Regions from separate parts of the Mus musculus genome. Here region 1 is linked to region 2. The links are chromatin contacts, called in public HiChIP or PLAC-seq maps. All regions are on one chromosome and are shown on one strand. Each heading gives the region's core, a stretch centred on a gene start, on an enhancer-like site or on the middle of the called end of the contact. The rest is flanking DNA. Distances are from core to core; before and after follow the strand shown.

Region 1 (2,932 bases), core at 375-2,874, 410 kb before region 2:
GGCTATGAACTGCTGAAGCCTCCCTTCTTCCTTTGCCAGGGCACAACAAACATGGAGTTACCACCACAGTGACTGTCCTTGCTCATAAGACAGCAGCTTCCAGAACATCAGAACTAAGGCTTTACCCATGGAGGCTGTTCACTACTCTGCCCACAGTCAACCGACTCACGGGAAGCAGTAGGATCCCATCAGTGAGCAACTCTTTTGGGCCCTAGATTGATTGAGTCCCACCAACTACAGGATGAGTCAGTTACCTTCTTCAGGATCCAAGGATATTGTGGCTGAGTCCTTCCACACTTCGTGGACAAGGGTACCATTGTAGACGATGGTCCAGGCTGTCATGTTCATCGTCACTGTCTTCCTGTCATTAGTCATGTTTTTGAGCATCAGGGACAGACTGACTTCTTTGCCTACTGCCAGTATCCCCGTGACCTTGAACTTCCCAGAAATGCTGGGCTCCTTGTCTTCCCCTTCTGGATTCCTCGAAGATGTTGCGCCGAAAGATGCGTTAGGTTTGAGTTTGTCCAAAGCCTTTTGGTGCACTTGTCTTTCCTCACTGGAACCTGTGCATTGGCGAGGGAAACAAAAACTAAACAAGGGTACCTCAGAGATATAGCTGCAATTCAGACAATGGACAGTGCGACCCGCCTGGAAAGTGGCCTAGATCTAACATTGACACTACTTCTACCTGTCCAAAATGCTCCCAGCAAGGGTCTAATCTTGTCAGGTCTCCATTAACCCTTCTTAGTATAAGGCTTCCAGGCCAGCTGGGCTGTGGTCCCTTTTCAATCAAGTCTATACCCTTGGGAAGCCACTGAGAAAGCTAGGTCAGTTTCTGCAAACATTACTATGGGGCTTCATTATTTCCTTGTTTTAAGTTAGTTTTTTTTTTCATTTTCTACCTCCCTTCCTCCCTCCTTCCTTCCATCTCTTTCTCACTTCCTTTCTCGTTCTTTGACTGGAAGGTCTTTTCCTGAGACTTGAAGAACAAACCGATCATTTAAAAGCAGACAACAAAACTGAATGGAGAGAATTGAGAATGAATCCATAAGCAAAGCCAGACTCAGGAGGAAGAACTCCAAATCCCGTCCCCACGTTCCCCAGGCTGTGTCTAGAGGCACTTTGAGAGTCAGCAAGTGACACTTTTGTCTGTGCAAGTCAGCAAGAACATCCTGAGGCTGATGAGGTTCTAAGTCATGGCTAGTTTGAATTGCTGAGATGTTTGGAGTCTCAAAAACCACAAGGGCTCAAACAAAGGGTGCATTCCCTGACTCTATAGGTGCTGCTGACTATGGCAGCAGAAGTAGTGAGAGGACAGCACTGGTGACACCCTAAAGGCTCGGCACACTGGGAACAGAGCAAACAACTCCAAGCTCAGGCTGACTAAGCAGTTCACCGGCTGCTCCTGGCCTTGACCTGCAGACACATGTACCATACAGCAGAAGGTCTTGGCCTCCCAAGAGGACAGAAGAGTGACCATGTTGGCATGTATGGATCCTTAGGCTTTCCTAAAACCAACTTGTGAAAGTTTCAAAGTAAACCAGAAGGCTTAAGATAAGTCCTCTCCAAGTCAGTGAGTCCTTTCCATGAATTATGTAAATTCCCTGGCAGGGACTTCAGAGGCTCATGCAATCTAAGGGAAGCTACTGGTTTGGGCTACTCTGGGATTTAGATGAAGAAAGGGAGGGACTCATCTCCAGAGATCTGGAGCCTGGTCTAAGGCTCCTCCCTTGTACCCACCCTGCTGAAAGCAAGAGGCTAGATTACCCAGCTTGAGAGCTCCCGGAGGGTCAGGTTCCTCTGACTGCCCTTCCATCCTCTCTGACTGAGCTGTCAGTCCACACCCAAAGCTGAAGGCTCTACTGAGCCTCTGAGCCTCTTTGCGTGAGTCCCCGAAGCAGGCTTTGGACAAGGAGGTTCCAGAGCCTATATAGGTCACCTGCTGAGCTTACTCAAGACTATGCTTCCTGCTGCTGTTTTCTCACCGCAGTATTGCTATTGTGCAAATGCTTAGCAACCCATTTTTATGAGCTTTTCCTGCCTGGGGCTCTCTGAGACCAACTGGCATTATTAGGCAAGAAGATGTAGGTAACGTCAGATAGCTGTTCCATCCTGCTGTCACGCATGAGCAGAGGTCCTGCCAAGAGTCCTGGAGGGAGCTTCCTACTAGGCTTCCCTCCATTGCTTAGAAGGTTTCTAGGACTTCAGAGTCACAGGATCAATATGTGAGAGTAGTAGGGAAAGTCACAGGCTCATACAGCCAGGAGAGCAGCAGTACATAAACAAAAGAATCTGTGGAAAGGTGTTATTCCAGGGAAGGTAAGGGAAGGTATCCAAATGGATGGAGCTCACCATCCTAGTCATTAAGTCCTTACTGTGTGCCAAACACTCTACTCTGTGTGCATTTTTGTATTGGAATCCAACCCAAGAGAGACACTGCTATTCTTGTTTGGTTGGCCGGGGAACAAGAAAATCAGAGATAATACAAAGCCTGTTATAAGTGGTAGGTAGGATGAGAGTCTCCTTCTGTCCTGGATTGTTTCCTGTTCCCCATGCTTGTCTTACACCATGCTATTGAAATTACCAGCCTGGCACCTGCCTCGCCAGTGACACCATCTGCTGAGATTTATCTACAGGGTACCTGGAGTAGGCACTCAGACTGTGAAAGTTGTCAGATAGTTTATTACAGCAGGCATGATCTCTTTCCAATGTTCTACCATTCTCAAACAAGTGTATTTCTATTTCAGAGAATTTCAACAGTGTTTACAGACCACAAAGTGTCCATCCACTGGTACCTAGAGTGGACACCTCTGGTCTCAGAGTTAGACTCCACCTTCAAGAGACAGTTTTCTCCTTTGAACACTGACCAATAGTCAGCAGTTGTCGGAGATTCGGTCTGATTTTTAGAAGCACACTTTTCTTTCACCCTTCC
Region 2 (3,029 bases), core at 361-2,860:
TGTGTATGCACACTAAATTCATGCTTAGTTCCCATGGAGGTAGGAAGAAGGCATTAAATCCCCTAGGACTGGAGTTACTGATGGCTGGGAATTGAACCTGTGTCCTATGGAAGACCAAGTGCCCTTAACTGTTAGGTTATCTATTCCATCCCAACAATATGTCTTGTATTTAGTATCATGTTTAAAATATCAACTCAAATATTTACCTTCATGCTCTCTAAAATGTTTCCTGAGTTTATTTGACTATGGTTGTGTTCTTTCATCCTGTTTTCTATGAATAGCCCTAGCTTCCCAAGAAGAGGAACCCAGGGCTTAGACAAGTATCACTGGCTCCTTGCCAGTTGGGATAATGTACCCAGGACCATGACAAATGACAGATAAACTCAATGGAAAAAGTCAGGGGACTAGTGATTAAATCTAACTTCTAACCTGGCAGTTAGGGAGCTTAGTGTTCCTAAGATATCAAGCAGGCTTCAAAGTAAGTTCTTTTTCTTCCTTCTTGGGTTTTCTTCTCATACATACATACATACATACATACATACATACATACATACATACATACATGAATACATACTACATGTATACATGCATCCACTTCCCCAACCATTCTTTTATCTAACAATCTATCTACCCATCATTAACTCACCCATCTGCTCATCCTCCACCCTCCCACTCTTCTACCCATTCTCCCGCCTCTCAAACAAACATTTGCTGGATGCTTTCTAGGGGCTGGTCATGGGAATTACGTCAAGGAACATACTCCACTACTCTACCTACTATCAGGCAGCACCCAGGGTACTACAGAAGAGGGATGTGAATCAACCAACACAAGGTCTATGTGTAATTACAAACTGTGATAGAGGTTCCAGAGAATTGTGAGACAGCTGTAGCATGTATAACAAATGAACTAGGCCCAGTCTCCAGATTGGAGGGCAAGTAGAAAGTGAGTGTTCTGGACAGAGCTTAGAAGCACAAAGAGCCGGGGACCCATTTTTGAATCTGTCGGGAGGCTGATGGAGAGTAATTTGGAAGGGAGTGCAGCTCTGATAAGGGCCAGGACCTGCAGGGAAGGCTGGTCTCTGCCTCAGTCTGGCTCCCCTGCACAACCTGACTCATCCTTACTCAATATTTAGACCTCAGCTTGGGGGTTTCCTATCTGGGAAGCTGCTTCACCTCATGCAGGCTTAGCAAAGCCCTCGTATTTCCATCTGATAAGAAAAAGGTATCCTAAACTCAGAAGTAAGGCAAAAGGAGGGAGTGTTTCTTCTCATTCCAACAGTGGAGCACTGTTTAAAGCATTACTAAAGGATAACTCAGTCCTGACATGAAATACACCCGAGCTTGTTTATGCTGCTTGATTAAGGTCCAGATTTTATAAAACTATGATATGTTTCCAATTTGTAAGTTTTGCCTCTCTAGGTCTGGTTTATCACCTTAGGAAATGTTAACATTCCCTATCTCAAACTTTGACTTTTTTCCTCTCACATTCCTTTCTTAAAAGCCCGAGGGCACCCATTTCCTCTTGGCAGCAGGGCCTGCCCTCCTGCAGGGGACCCTTGTTCCCTGACTGATGTTCTCATTCTGTAAGCAGCCATGGGCAGGCTCAGCACTGCTGTTCGGACTGGCAGCCGCTCTCACTTCCTCCCACTCCATGAGCTCATATGGGTGTGGCCCATCCTTCGTCACCACTGCATTCTCAGAATTTTGTAGAAGGCCTGCTTCCAAGCAGGAACTTGAGAAATAGTTATTAACTCAACGATCTGGAGTTTGTCTTTGCCTCTCTGAGCCTCATTTCCTTGTCTGTGAAATGGACATCACAGCACCCATCTCTGCCAAGTTTCCATGAACTGAAGAATGCAAGAGATCACAAGACTCTCAGGCACATTGTATCCCTTAGATGACTTGTCTCTCCAGACGACTTATATGTTGAAAGCCTGGCCTCCAGTTGGCTGATGGAATCACTGGAGAGTGACGGACCACGAGGACTATGGCCTAATCAACAGGCTCTTCCACTGAGTTTCATAACTTGATGGCATTAGTGGGAGGTGGTGGGAGCAGCGAGGTGGGGCCTGGGTGGAGAAAGCATGTAACTGGAGGCATGTATTTGAAGAGTGTTCCCTGACCTACCACCCTTCTTCCTGGTAAGGGACCTTTGATGACATGTTCCTCCCCGACTGCCATGTTCTGTCTTGCCACAGGCCCATAGGAATGGAGCCAGCTAACCACAGATAGAAATCTCTAAAACCTAGAGCCTTAAGTTATTATTCTTTCAGGTGTTTGGTCATGGTGACAAAGAGCCAGCACACAAGGTGTGCTAAAGCCTCCCTCAGTCTAGGGACTGAACACTAAAGGGGGAGTACGAATTTCTGGGGTGGGGAGTGTCCGGGTCTGGTTAAAGGAACACCAAGCTACAGGATAACTCCTCTATGGCCTCAGCATTAGTTCTTGTCCTTCTATGATGAACTGTGATGTTGTGTAGTGATGTTGTGTAAATGTCAACAAAATAAACCCTTTCCTCCCCGACTCACTTTTGGTCACAGTGCTTTACTGTAGCCATGGAAAGCCTATGCCATGGTCATCAGCCCCATTGGGCAGGTAGAGAGGCACAGCTCAACACTCAATGCAGACCTGCATGCAGCACGGGGTGATCCTTTCTTTAATCCCCAGGGAACCTTGGGAGGGGCACAATTAAACCCTATTGTACAGCCAAGGTCCCGGAGGTAGCGAGCGGGTGGGTGAACTGTCCAAATCCCCCACAACACTGAAGTAGTAGAGAAAGTCTGTCTGAATTTTCAGCACAACCGATGCAACCATGACTCTGTCTGAGCCAAGGGAACAGAACTTCTGTAAAACCTAGCGTAGACCAAGTTACACAGAATGTTTTGAAGCCTTGGCACAGTTCATCCTCACCCCCAGCCCCAGAGGACAGGCAACTGGCAGACTCCAAGGACAGAGCTTCAAAGACAAAATGGAACACCCCCAAGGCATTATTGTTACCCAGAAATCTTTATTACAAAAATATTTTGCAA

Evidence for each region. HiChIP or PLAC-seq counts read pairs in DNA pulled down with a chosen protein or histone mark.
Region 1: an H3K27ac HiChIP or PLAC-seq map of acute myeloid leukemia shows a contact between it and region 2, with 4 times the contacts expected there. The contact joins two enhancer-like sites. A contact is called at or near these places in 1 of 484 Hi-C or Micro-C datasets (epidermal suprabasal cells), 1 of 115 datasets of contacts at active chromatin or transcription factors (acute myeloid leukemia) and 1 of 9 other capture datasets (embryonic stem cells).

What each region holds. Positions count from the first base shown.
Region 1 is chr2:130,039,388-130,042,319 of GRCm38.p6, reverse strand. It overlaps Tgm3 (transglutaminase 3, E polypeptide), which reads right to left. Exons shown (of 13, transcript NM_009374.3): 10 at 255-563. Among named protein-coding and RNA genes, the nearest start is that of Mir6339, 24 kb to the right of the region's middle. Within about 2 kb of position 1,624, at least 28 of the 459 cell types and tissues checked have an H3K27ac peak or open chromatin away from gene starts, as enhancers often do. A contact at or near this core is called in acute myeloid leukemia and epidermal suprabasal cells, where this site is marked.
Region 2 is chr2:129,632,187-129,635,215 of GRCm38.p6, reverse strand. It overlaps Sirpa (signal-regulatory protein alpha), which reads right to left. Exons shown (of 9, transcript NM_001355158.1): 9 at 2,988-3,029. Among named protein-coding and RNA genes, the nearest start is that of Sirpa, 41 kb to the right of the region's middle. Within about 2 kb of position 1,610, at least 153 of the 459 cell types and tissues checked have an H3K27ac peak or open chromatin away from gene starts, as enhancers often do. A contact at or near this core is called in acute myeloid leukemia and epidermal suprabasal cells, where this site is marked.